Linked DNA regions of Canis lupus: region 2 is linked to region 1. Evidence: chromatin contacts called from public Hi-C data. All regions are on one chromosome and are shown on one strand. The core of a region is the stretch at or near the end of the contact, and the rest is flanking DNA. Distances in the headings are between cores, read along the strand shown. Region 1 holds the start of RPN2 (dolichyl-diphosphooligosaccharide--protein glycosyltransferase subunit 2). Region 2 holds the start of BLCAP (bladder cancer-associated protein).

Region 1 (6,586 bases), core at 3,715-6,214:
AAATCGTGTTCTTCCCTACCCAGCACTTTTTTGTGCTTTCCCTTACTTCAACTTTCAAGTTTTTCTTCTCAGATTTTAGTTCAAGTAATCTCTTCATTAAGAAGCCTCCCCAGCAGCCCTTCCTTGGGTTAGGTCCCCCATACCATAAAGTAGTGAAGAATGGGACCTCTGTGGCCAGGTTTTTTTTTAATTTTTTTTAAGACTTAATTTATTTGGGGCAGCCCAGGTGGCTCAGCAGTTTAGCGCCACCCTCAGCCCAGGGCCTGATCCTGGAGACCCGGGATTAAGTCCCATTTTGGGCTCCCTACATGGAACCTGCTTCTCCCTCTGCCCGTGTCTCAGCCTCTCTCTCTCTCTGTCTCTCATGAATAAATAAATAAAAAAAAATTTAATTTATTCATGAGAGATAGAGAGAGGCAGAGATACGGGCAGAGGAGAAGCAGGCTCCCTGTGGGGAGCCTGATGTGGGACTCGATCCCAGGACTCCAGGATCACACACTGAGCCACCCAGGTGTCCTGCACACTTTCTCTAAATAATAAAATCCTTAAAAATAAATAAATAAATAAATCCTAGCTCTGCCATTTATTAGCCATGTGGCTGTGTCAGTTACAATGTGGCCAGTCCATTCCTCAGTTTCCTCAAGTGTAAAGTAGGACAATAACAGTACCTACACCTCAGAAGTGTAATGAGGAGTACATGGGTTAACATAGAAAAATCTTACAACAGTGACTGGCATATAACAAAAACTACATAAACATTAGCTATTTCTATTACCGTCACTATTGTTGCTATATCCATGCATAGCAACCTGTACTCTATGTAGTCTTTTTCACAACTATAATACTGTAATGTCTAATTCCTCTGCTAAACTCTGGACAGATAGTTTCTTCTGAATATACCAGTATTTCCAAGGACTACACATTTCTTGGCACACAGAAGTATATTAATATTTGCTAAATAAATGAAAAGAAAAATTAATCTTTGTCTATTATGCTCCAGGAGACAGGAAGCAATTACGAGTGGTACATTGTATGACTGCTCATGAATTGTTGGCTATCCAATTAACAGCACAGTATCCACCCCCACCACCTTATCCATACTTCCCATGGTTTCAGCTACCCACACTCAACCACGGTCTGGTATTGTTAGGTCAGCAGTAGCCTACTGCTACATCACAATCACTTCATCTCATCATGGTGACATTTTATTATGTAGGCATCTATATCAAGAAGAGTGAGTACAGGACAAGATATTGAGAGGAGAGACCACATTCTCATAACTTTTATTATACTGTATTATTATAATTGTTCTTCTATTATTAGTTAGCATTGTTAATCTCTTACTATGCCTAATTTATAAATTCAATTTTATGGGGATCCCTGGGTGGCTCAGCGGTTTCATGCCTGCCTTTGGCCCAGGGCGCGATCCTGGAGTCCCGGGATCGAGTCCCGCGTCGGGCTCCCGGCATGGAGCCTGCTTCTCCCTCTGCCTGTGTCTCTGATTCTCTCTCTATCTCGAATAAATAAAAATAAATCTTAAAAAAAAAGTTTAAAAAATAAATTCAATTTTATCATAGGTATGTATGTGTAGAAAAAAACATAGTATATAAGGGTTCAGTACTATTTGCACTTTTAAGCATCCACTGGGAATCTTGGAAAGTATGCTCTGCAGAAGAGGGAGGGAGCACTACTGTAATCATAAGGTAATGGTCTAAAGCCTCTGCCTATAGTTTCAAATTTAGTTTCAACTAGAATCCCATAAGAAAGGCATTATTAGGTGGCACCTGGCTGGTTCAGTCAGTGGAGCATTGACTCTTGATATCGGGATGTGAATTCGAGTCCCATGTTGGGTGGAGAGATTACTTTTTAAAAAAGGCATCAAGGGAGGCCTGGGTGGCTCAGCAATTGAGCGTCTGCCTTTGGCTCAGGGCACGGTCATGGGGTTCCTGGATGGAGTCCCACATCAGGCTCCCTGCATGGAGCCTAATTCTCCCTCTGCCTATGTCTCTGCCTCTCTCTGTGTCTCTCATGAATAAACGAAATCCTTAAAAAATTTTTAAAAGGCATCGTTATTATCTATTTGACAAATAAGAAAACTGAGAACAAGGGGCGCTTGGGTAGCTCTGTCAGTTAAACATCTGCCTTTGGCTCAGGTCATGATCTCAGGGTCCTGGGATCAAGCCCTGAATTGGGCTCCCTGGGGCTCTCTGCTCAGCAAAGAGTCTGCTTCTCCCACTTCCTCTCTGTTCTCTCCCTCTCTCAAGCAAATAAATAAAATCTTAAAAACAAAAAGAAAAAAAAAGAAAAGAAAACTGAGAACGAGAGTAGTCTGCAGACAATCTTGGACTCAAACTCAAATCTAACTATAGAGTTTACACTCCACTATTTTTTGGAGAATGTTTTAGAAACAATGCCTACATTAGCAGTAACTCAGAATCGTTCTACGAATGCTAGTTCTATTTAAATCCCTGTGCATATGTTAAATAATCTAAAGAATTTGGAAGATCTTTTTAAAACACTACAAAGGGAAATATATTGTGGAGTATTCATTAATAAATATTTATTGAATGCCTACCAAGCACTATTTTTGGTATATACTTCTGCAGGAATCAGAAACACACACGCGTGTGCACACACACACACGCACACCCCAAGCCTCATGAAGTCTACATTCCAGTGGGAAAAGAAAGATATCACACAACACACCTAAGGAAACATTTATCACATCAGAAGGTGAAAAGTGCTATGGAGAAAACTAAAGCCTGGAAGAGTTATCTGAGAAGAGCTACGATTTTAAATATGGTAGTCTATGAAGGTCTGAGAAATAAAGCTACTGTGTATAGACTTGAAGGAAAAGGAGCGTCACAAAGATATTTTGGGGGAAACTATCTCAAGATGCAAAGACCCTGAATCAACAATATATATAGCATTTTTGACATTAGCAAAGAGGAAAGTATAGCTACCCAGTAGTAGTAGTATAGCATAAGTGAAGGGTGAAAGGTATGGAAGAGATGACAGAGGTAGCAGAGGCCAAATCTCCTGGGCCTTTTAAAACTTTCTAGGGACTCGGGCTTTTACTGAGTGAGATAGGAGCCAGCAGAAGTCCAGTGATTTGACCTATTATATTGTAGGTCAAATCACTCCTACTTCGAGAAGAGGAGTGATTTGACCTACAATTTAATAGGATCACTGTGTTGAGAATACACAAAACTTGAGACTAGGCAGGAGAAAGGACCTAAAGAGGGACGCCAGTTAGTAATAATCCAAGTAAAAAGATGATGGTGGTCACAGCCAGGGTGACATCAGTAGAGGTGAGAAGCCGTCAGAGTCTGGCTGGAATTCAAGGTCAAAGCCAGAACTGCTTAAGAATAGAGCAATGTAAGAAAAAGAGGAGTCAAGACACTAATGTGGAGTCCCCAGTGCCTTGTGTATGTGCATGTACTAAATATAATAAGATCTAGGAAATGAGGACTTGCATTTTCCCAGCTAGACTATAAATTTCCCTAACACGGCGTCTGTGTCAGAATCCTCATCTTCCCACCTCGAATTAACAACAACAACATTTTTGGCTAAAATCTGAGCACTTAGCATGTGTGGGGTATGCCCATACTACGCTTAGTACTTGGCATGTACTGAGTCATTCAATCTTCACAACATCCAAGTGAGTGTGCTTTTACAGATCAAGAAATGGAGACTCATTAGGAATTAACTGCCCTAAGACACGAAACCGAGAACCCCAAATGCGGGCAGTGTGGATCCAAAGTTTAACTACTCTGTTAACCCTCAACTTTTCAAAAAATGGGGCAATGACCCACTCTCTTATTCACGGTCATCTTGGGCAAGTTACTTCTCTGAAATTGCGTCTTCCTCTTTGTCAAATATAAATAGTAGTACACCTCCCCCCACGCCGCTGTGGGACTACGTGAGAGTCCATCGTGCACAGGGTCCGCTCAGCAGCAATGCAGTTAGCTTTATTGATGCTTGCTCAGGGCCGTGCACGCTTCTACACTATGCACGAGGATCAGCTCACTGAGGACAGCAATTTATTCGGCAGATGATGTGACTAATAACCTAGTCCACAGATCAGAAACTGAGATGAAGAGGGTTAAGGAACTTGGACTGGAGCATACAACGGACACTTGGCCGACTCCCAAGTTTGCAGCAGGAGAATCCAATTTAAGAATTTATACCCTAAGCCCCCAGAGAGGTGAGTGATTTCCTTTTGCTCCTTTTTTTTTTTTTTTTTTTTAAACTGAACTGGAAACCACGGTCCAAAGAAGGACGACCTGGCCAAAAGCTTACTCTCAGGTCACCCCGCCCGGGAGCCGCCGCGAGTGAAACGGATGGGCGAAGCCAGACGTAAGAGTTGACCGCGGGCCGCGGGTGGGCCTCGGGGGCACCCGTAGCTCCCCGCCGCACTGGCCCCCACCCCACCGCCGCCCGCCCGCAGTCCCACCCGCTCCGCCCGCCCTCCGTCACGCACTCGACCCCGAAAGAGCCCGAGCCGAGCCCGAGCCCGAGCCCGAGCCCATGCCCCTGCCCTACAGGGGGAGAGGCTCCCGCCTGGCAAGCTCCCGAGTGGCGAGCACCAGCGTCCACTCGCCAAGGCGTGCCGGCCGCGGGGCCCCGTGGTCGAGCCATGCACTACGCCTCACCCGGCGACGCCATTCCTCCGAGCAGGTCCCACCAGGGCCGGAGCCGCAGGCTGACTTCCGCTCGGGAAAGTGGCTCCAAGAGCACGCCGGAGGGGACGCCAGGGACTCGCAGCAGACTGCGCGTGCTGGAATGGGATCTCGGCACAGGTCAGCCCCCGCCGTCCCGCAGGCTAGGGCTGGTCCCAGGAACCGCGGCCCCAGTTCCAGTCCCCGCGCGCAAAGGGCGCCGCGGTCCTCGCGTACAGGCCCGCTTCCCTCCCCCCGCGACCTGGCTCACTTGGAACCAGCCGTCTCGCAACGGTCCTAATCCGGACGCTACCAGCGCGCGATTGGACGAGGCGTCGGGGCGGGCCCGAAACGGGGCTTCCGCTGATTGGCCAGTCGCGTTGATTGGCCAATTGCGCCGTCACTCAGTCGGCTCTCTGCAGCCCGGCCAATTTTAAAGGAATGGAAAGGGTCCAGTAAGGAAGAGCCGGTAGTGTTCTAGGGCTGGGGTTTTCTTTTTTCTTTTTTCTTTTCTTTTCTTTTCTTTTCTTTTCTTTTCTTTTCTTTTCTTTTCTTTTCTTTTCTTTTCTTTTTTCTTTTCTTCTTTCTTTTCTTTCTTTTCTTTCTTTTCTCTTTCCTTTTTCTTTTCTTTCTCCCTTTCCCTCTTCCTCTTTTCGATTTTTTCTTTTCTTCTTTTCTTTCTCCCTTCCCTCTTTTTCTCCTTTTCTTTTCTCCTCTCTTTTCTTTTCTTCTCTTTTTCTTCCTTCTGTCTTCCTGTCTTGTCTTTGTCTTTTTGTCTTTCTTTCCTGTCTTTCTTCTTCTTTCTGCCTTCCTTCTGCCTGCCTGCCTGCCTTCCCTCCTTACCCCCTTCCTTCCCTCCCCTCCTCTTTTGTTTCTCTTTAGGAAATTATGGCAGTTGCTTCCAAAGATTGTTTCGCTTGTTAATAACTTAGCTACGAGTGATGTTTTCTTTGATTTGCAAAGCATCTCTGCGGACTTAGTACTCCTTAGTACAGTGACTTTGAGGAACATAGTAGCCCAATTTTACAGAAGTAACAGGATCAAAATAGAAGTGACCAAAAAAAAAAAAAAAGTGACTTATGAGAGCAAAACAACCTGCTTGTTTTAAAATAAGAATCACTCAGTAATTTAAAAAAAAAATGGAAGTGACTTAACTACAATTATCGAGCATTTACAGGATAGTCCAACAAGTGTACTAAGTGCTCTACGTACATTATTTACTCCTTATTGCTGTTCTGTGAGGTTTGGACTGTTTGTACTGTTATTCTCATTTTATAGAGAAAAGAACTAAAAGGTATGAAGCCAGGCAGCCTGACTCCATCATAATCTCTGCTTTTTAACTATTGTGAACATATAAAGTATGCATAACGTAGTAAGTCTTATTATTAGTGTTCCAGATATTATTATCCCAAATAGAGGATACTATTCTGTACTACTGTGCTATTCAGTAAACTAGATTCTAGCTCTGTGCGGATATTTGAGTTTAAATTAATTAGAATGAAAAACTCAGTTCCTCAGTTGTGCTAGCCACATTTCAAATGCTCAATAGCCACATGTGGCTACTGGATATCATTTTTGGCAGTGCAGAATTACAGAACATTTCCAATATCACAGAAAGTTCTATTGAATGGTGCTGATACAGAATATATAAAAAAAAACCTTCCAAGGCTCCTGAGTTGTACAGTGGGTTGAGCCTCAGACTTTTGGTTTCAGCTCCGGTTGTGATCTCAGTCCTGATTTCAGGGTCCTGATCTCAGGGTCCCTGCTCAGCTCCGACTCTGCTCGAGACTCTCTCTCCCTCTGACTCTTGCCCCCCTCCCTCCCTCAAATAAATCTTAAACACACACAAATGCACGCACGTGTGTATGCGTGCACACACACACACACACACACACACCTCTTCCAACTCAATAATAAGACCGCCA
Region 2 (7,233 bases), core at 2,204-4,703, 300 kb before region 1:
AGACTTGGAGAGCATGAAGCAGGAGAGAGAAGTCACAAGTGAGTTTGGATGTCTGGTGGAACAAGGCAGGTTGGAGAGGTCTTGGCAGGAAGTTGAGGTCTGTTGAGCAAAATATTAGGGCAGAAAGACCTTCCAGGTCCCTCAAGTCAGACCCCGGTTTTGGTGTCATTTCTTTTTTTTTTTTTTTAATTTCTATTTATTTATGATAGTCACAGAGAGAGAGAGAGAGAGAGGCAGAGATATAGGCAGAGGGAGAACCAGGCTCCATGCACCGGGAGCCCGACGTGGAATTCGATCCCGGGTCTCCAGGATCGCGCCCTGGGCCAAAGGCAGGCACCAAACCGCTGCGCCACCCAGGGATCCCTTTGGTGTCATTTCTACCACCAGAACTGAGCTTGGAGAGGAGAGCAGTCCTGTGTGTACAGAGGAAGCAAGCCAGCTGGCCGGGAGCCAGCCCCATGTGAGTGAGAGCCCTGTCTTACCTTCTCCAGTTTTCTGGGGCCCCAGAATAAATGAATGGCAAGTGGGAAGAAGGTTGGCCACAGAGGCCTTGTCAATGCCCAGACCTGGCATCAAGGTTACTGGAAGGCAGAGTCTCTCCAAAAAAGTACCTTCTGATTCTTGCTCAACAGCACAAACCACTACCATGGATTGGCAGGATACCTCCCTCTATTATATCTTCTTTCTCTTGGGGTATAACATAACATACATAAAGTACATAAAATCCCCTAATCTTAAGGTATAGCTTGATGAATTTGTGCCAATGTAATCACCAAGCAGATTAAGATACAGACTTTTTCCAGCATCCCAGAAAATTCTCTCTTGTTCCTTTCCCACCTCTACTCCTCTCCCACCAACACAGGAAAGTACTATTTTGATTTCTATCACCACAGATAGAACTTTATATGTGAATGGAATCATACAATATGTACTGCTTTTGTGTCTGGATCCTTTTAGTACACATACTGTATGTGACATTAATCCACATATCACATATATCAGTTTATTATATTTTTATATGTATAACATAGTATTCCTTTGGATGAATGCGCCATAATTTATCAGTTCTCCTGTTGATGGACATTGAGCTATTTCTAGTTTAAGCTATAAATAAATCTGCTATGAAAATTCTTGCACGAGTCTTTTTGTGAACATAGGCACTCATTTCTCTCAGATTGAATACCTAGGAGTGGAAATTCTAGGTCACAGCTTAGGTGTATGTTCAGATTTCGTAGGAACTGCAGGTCTTCAGAAATGGCTGTATCCTCTTTCACCAGCTATATGCAAGAATTTCAGTTGCTTCACGTCCTTGCCTCCACTATGAGACTCTTCTTTTCTTCCAGTGTTATTTTGGGTGTACCTGGCATGGGTGCATTGATCCCTCAGTCCGCAGGCAGCAAAATAGAGAGAGGCCACATCCAGTATGTTTCTAAGCTGGAGGAGGAATGGACATATTGACTTGAATGTGACTTAGGAACTGGACTGGCCATCTTATGACCATGAGCATGAAACCATCATAAGGACAGCAGAACAGAGATGAAATAAACCTGGCAGATGGAATGTCCCTTGATGACACTGCCAAGCCACTCAATTAATCTGCCATTGGGTGGCAGCCTACTTATTTTTTAAGCTAATTGATTTGTTTTTTTTTTTGTTGTTTGTTTGTTTGTTTGTTTTTGTGGACGTACAAAATAAAGAATACAATTCATAAACTCTCCTTGTAACCAAACCCAATGGTGTAATTTCTGTTGTCTACAGCAGTCAGCCCCACTAAGCACTTTCTCTTTCTTGAAACCTCCTCTCTGGGATCCCATGCTCACCTGGTTTTCCTCCTATCCCTCTGGTCATTGCTTCTCAGCCTCCTTTCTTGGCTCCTCCTCCTCTGTTCCTCAAAAATCTACCTTCCCTTCCTTGGGAACTCATCCAGCTCCGTGATCTCATCCATTACATATGTGCCGATGCTACCCAAATATGAATCTCCAGCACAGACCTCTCTTCTGAGCTCATCTCATATAAAAATGCCTATTGACCCTTTCCACCTAGACATTGCCCAGGCATTTCAAACTTGCCTTCTCAGAGCCAAGCTCTGTATCTTCCCCCTCAATCTGATTCTTCTTCAGGCTTCATCACTTTAGTGAAGGGTTCTTGACTCCTACTCAAGGCAAAAACCTAGATGTTCTTGCCATTGCCCCTTAGCACACATCCACATCCAATCTTCCATCCTTTACTTCTCCATCTCTCCGAACCACCAGCCTGAGTCATCATTACTTTGTAGCTGGAAAGCTGCAATAACCTTCTAACTGGTTCCCTCCCCGCCCCCCCACATCTGCTCCCAAGTGTTTTCCAAGCCATGCAACCAGGATTGCCTTTCAGAAATCCAAATTTGTTATCATTCCCCTGATGAAAAGGGCTTCTCGTTACTGTCAAGATAGAAATCCAAATTCGTTTGGTAGCACTACCTGCACTACGCCTTGCTCACCTCTCACCCACACCCTGCTCCTTCCCACCTTATCTGGGACAAGTGGTTCTTGCTGCCTGGAACATTTCCCGTCTCTCTTGCCCTGCACAACTCCTAATTGTCCTTGGTGTCTCAATCTAAATACCAGCTTCTCAAGGAGGATCCACCTCCACCTCGTGCCCCATATTAGGACCTCATTCACTTTCCATAACCCTCCTTACTTTCCCCCACTGCCCTCTCCATGCTGTATACTTACATATCGATTTGGTTAATATTACTAACACAGTGATTCTCTGCTGACCTTCGTTCCTCTCCCCCCCTCCGCCCCCACACTTTCCCCCACTAGACTGTCAGAGCCTTGTGATTACAGCAATGTCTATGCCACACTCTTCGCCTTTAGCACTGCACTAAGAGAGTAAGCCCTCGAGGAACTCAATTAGCTAATAAATGAATCCTGACTCATTCACTCCCCGTAACAACTCTGTGAAGAAGGCATTTCATCAGACCCGGGGAAGCCGAGAGTCGGGGTAGACCAGTTGCCCGGGGTAGAGGGCCCGGGGAGGAGTCGGGTCCTGACCCTAATCAGGTCCTTAGTTCTGAACCCGATTTCTCCGCTCCTGAACTTTGGCCCCTCGGTGAAAGGGCCAGGGAGGGGACGGACTTTGAGCCACGAGGTCCTGCCCGGATGACACGGGGGATCCGCGCAGGGAACCAGAATCCCCAGCTCACCTACGGAGCCTAAGGTACGCCCCCTCGGCGCTCAGCGAGCGAGGATCACAATCTGCTGCATATGCATGAGGGGACCATGAGGCCGTGGTGCTGGGCTGTCCGGGGCGCGCCTGATTAAAAATTCTTCAGGCTTGAAGACTTGCGAGTCCCCTGAGTTACTCACACACGCACAGAAAACTTTTCAAAGGCCCGTCTGAGGCGCACATTGGGGGACATCGGGAGAGGACGACCCCAAATTGTGCTTTATGATCAGGCGTCTGCCAGAGGCAGCCCGACACCCGAAGGGGTCCTCGGCCTGCTCCACTAGAAGACGAAGGGGGCGTCTCCCCGGCTTCCTGCGGCGTCGGTGGCGAGCTGAGGTGGAGGCTGGCTGCGGCAGCGAGGGCGACAGTGGCGGCGGCGCCATGGCAGGGCTCGCAGGTACCGTGGCGTCGGCCCCCTGGGGACGGGATGAGAGGCCCTCGGTGCGGCGGCGGCGCCATGTTGTCCCTTCGGGGTCACCTTAGGCGTCGCCTGGTCCCTTTCGGGGGGTTTCCTTCCGCGCACCCTGGGGGAGCCACCCCTGTGTGGGGTCACGTGATTGCCCTGTGTGGGCCCCCGTCCCCCTCCCCCCCCGGGCCGCGGGGGTTCTTTCCCGGTCTGAGGGCGAGGCCCCGGACCCCTGGGTCTCGTTCCGGCCTCCAAGGTCAGTCAGTGCTCGCCTGTCTGTTCCCGGGACGCGACAGGCAGAGTCGGGGGGCGCGGGGCTGAGGGAGCGCGACTCCCCGCTCCGCGCCCCGGGGGGCCCCTGGCAGGGGGCCCAGTTTCTGAGAGTCCTGCTAACTTGTCCCCGCCACTTCAGTCGCATTTTTCCTAGAAGGGCCGCGGGTGAGAGGGGGCGAAAGTGGTCTCCACCCCAGGCACCCGCTGTGGTGTCCGAGGTGACGGGGTAATAGGCTGACGCTCTGCTTTGAGTCGCGGGTGCCTCCTCCTCTCATAACTTTGTCAAGTCTGTACACCCGATCCCTTTCCTCCAGCATATGTGGGGAGTGGCCCTCAAGGGCAGCCGAGGGAACGGAATGCCCGGCACTCCAGTGGCCTACAAAGAAGAAAGGGGGATGGGGAACAGTTGCTTTGTCGCTACCCCTTCCAAACCTGTGAGTTCTGCCAGGCCTCCACGTCCCTTTTCAACGCTAAACGTTGGGACAGACCGGGGTCTGTCCTAGGGAGGAAATGATCTTTCTGTTTATAGGTTCGGATCGTGCTTTATCCCTTTCAGGGAGCTGGTGTGTTGGGAACAGCTTCTGTTTGCCCTGCCTGACATGGTCCAACCATCCCCTCAGCCTTCTGGACGGCAACACCAAAGCCAGGACCAAAAAACAAAACAAAAACAAACAAACAAACAAAAAAAGTTCCAGCTTAAGTGCTAATGCCAAGTGTTAGATCTTATTTATTTGTTTGTTTTAGATCAGAGACTAATTAATGTCAAACAAATCTGTTAAAAGATTCAGAGCCCTGGTCAGTTTCCAGTGACCGGATCAATTCTCTGTCTGTCATTGGTCTTGTTAGAACTGCTGCCAAAAACAGTTTAACCTTTTATCTGTAATATGTTGTTTCAAAGAGGAATCTGGAAGTCTGGGTTTGGCTGTCTTTTTTTTGTTGTTGTTCTCTTATCTTTGAGACATGCATTCCATTTCAAGCCTGTCACTGTGCTATACCGAGGACCATGTGTTGCCTGCCTCTCTGACTTCCTGTTCTGGGAATGCTCAGGAATCTGGATCCTGCTGGGGTATGGGCCCTGTGGGAGGGAGAAGGGGTGGAGGGGAGGGTGAACGGAATCATTCCCAGAGAAGATGGTGACATGTCTCTGGGGCATATAGAGGAAGTCAGAGGCCACCAGGGAAAAAGTGACTGTTGTTAGGCTAATGTTTTGTGTGTTGTGTGCGAGTTTGTGCACGTTTAAATCTCTGGGGATAATACTGCAAATTCAGAATCTCACTTTAGGTTACTGGCTCCTGAGTAGATACAAGTTTGACAATAGATATCTAGCAAATGGCTCACAGCAAACCTGTTCCCTCATCCAACCCAGGTGTAATAAGCTGCTGTTGCAGCTGAAGCTTAAGAAACTTGTCCCCTCACCCCTTCCTTCAGTCACAGTTCAAATACTCCACAGAGATAGTGTCACAGCAGCCCACACCTTTGAAAGTCATGTTACCTAATTCCCTCTCCCCTCCACCCCCAGCTTAACTGGTTAGGCTAAGACACTAACTAACATCCTTCTTGGGGCATTAGTGCAAGAGTCTTGCCTGTTGGTTGAGTCCTGCAAAGCCATCCCAGTAGCCTCACAACTCATCTGCTGTATGCTTGGTCTTAATGAGGGCAAAGCCTTTTTGGGAGTAGTAGAAACAGTTTAGGAAGAAGGGAGGCCTGTGAACTAAGGGCCCTGCAATAAAACTCTAGTCATTTTCAACTTCTACCATTGCTCACTATCAGAATAAAATGTTTTAACGGTATTGCTTCTGGAAAAATTTTTATAAACAGGATATGTTTGGACCAGACTTCTAGGCACCACACAGGAATAGAAAGTGTGGACACATTCCTTCTCCCTTTTCCAGTGGGTTGTGTTTGCTGCCAGAACATGAGGGTTTGGGGCTGAGGGATGAAGTTGGGGGAGTGGACATTGCACACTCAAGCCCACCCATGTGGGATGTAGGCCACCAGGACAGCCCTTGCCTGGAAGTCTGTCATCTCACCATGCCACGCTCGCTGATGGATGGATGGAGAAGTCCCACAGATGGGCTTCACCAAGATTATCTGGAAAGCCATAGAGCTGCCAGCAGCCTCCCGCCTTTCAAAGGGGGTACAAAAAGCTAAAGGGAGCATGCTCTGTCCGAAACAGCCAGACCCTTCTTTCCATCCCTGTCTATCTGAACCCAGCCACTTTATAACTGGGCTGAGGTTAGAGTATCTGGGACAGTGGGACTGTGGGCACACCTCTTGAAGGCTCTGAGGTGAGGCAGTCTTCACTGAGAACACATGTTGAAATGTTCATAGTTATGTAGGTTTAGTGTGGAAAACCACAGCAACTTCCAGTCTTGAGGCCTGCCAAGATAATGGCTTCAGAAGGGAGGTGTGGGCATTGCCTGCAGATGAGTCACCCTGGGGCAAGAGGAGACCTGCCTCACCTTCAGGCTATAGTGGAAGCTGGAGCCACCCAGCCTAAGGAAGATGGGAGTTTCTGATTATACATCTCCATGGGTCCTGATTGCCACTTTGATGGCAGAATTTTTTTTTTTTTTTTTTCTTTTTTAAGATTTTATTTGAGAGAGGGAGACAGCACAAGCGGGGAGGAAAGGGAGAAGCATGCTCCTCCCTACCAGGGACCCTGGGATCAAGACCTGATCCGAAGGCAGACGCTTAACCCACTGAGCCACCCAGGCGCCCCGGCAGAATGTTTCTAGTATCCTGGAGTTCACTGGGATCTTAACAGCCCATTTACAGGGGGGAACTGAAGGTGAGGGGTTGGTAGGAGTTGACCTGGCCAGGTTGCCTAGGCTGATTGATGACAGCCCAGTACCAGAGCCAAGGTCTGTACCCTCTACCCCTATAATTCTCTGATGCTGTACTGAAGTTCCAGATGCCTCTAAAAGTGCTGACACTGGGTTTTGAAACTTAAGGGGTTGCTTAGAGGAGGGAAAATATCAGGCTCAGGGGGCAAGGTGCTTTGTGCTCCAGAAGTGTTTGTGACAACTGTGACTAAGGGATTTGAGGAAGTGGCAAAAAGGGAAATTTATGGCCCTCCAAATCCTCCCTTGGTGTTGACCCAGGAACAGGTGTGTAGTGACAGGGACACATTAAGCCAGAGACGAGGCTGAACAGGCAGCAGGGCCATTTGGCGAGGCAGTCAGCTGACCATGTGAAAGGAGTCCTGGCTCATTTAAGAGTGAAAGAACAGAGAAAGAGGTTGGGAGCCAAACTGCCAGCCCACCTGCCCACGTACCCTGGACATGGCAGGGGAGAGCCCAGGGCCAGGGACCTGGTAAGCACCCCTAAGAATATAGAGGCTA

The links. A called contact is a pair of places that touch in the nucleus more often than the background predicts.
Region 2: a contact with region 1 is called in a Hi-C map of blood, with 4 times the contacts expected there. The contact joins the promoter of BLCAP here to the promoter of RPN2 in region 1. A contact is called at or near these places in 3 of 9 Hi-C or Micro-C datasets (blood and skin fibroblasts).

The regions. Positions count from the first base shown.
Region 1 is chr24:26,394,378-26,400,963 of UU_Cfam_GSD_1.0, reverse strand. It overlaps RPN2 (dolichyl-diphosphooligosaccharide--protein glycosyltransferase subunit 2), which reads right to left and starts at 4,964. Exons shown (of 17, transcript XM_038572266.1): 1 at 4,656-4,964. The coding sequence starts at 4,668. MROH8 (protein MROH8) reads left to right here and starts at 4,483. Exons shown (of 24, transcript XM_038572249.1): 1 at 4,483-4,802. The coding sequence starts at 4,531.
Region 2 is chr24:26,689,100-26,696,332 of UU_Cfam_GSD_1.0, reverse strand. BLCAP (bladder cancer-associated protein) reads left to right here and starts at 3,453. Exons shown (of 2, transcript XM_038572276.1): 1 at 3,453-3,607. LOC106557698 (a long non-coding RNA gene) reads right to left here and starts at 3,533. Exons shown (of 2, transcript XR_005377830.1): 1 at 3,188-3,533; 2 at 1,338-1,434.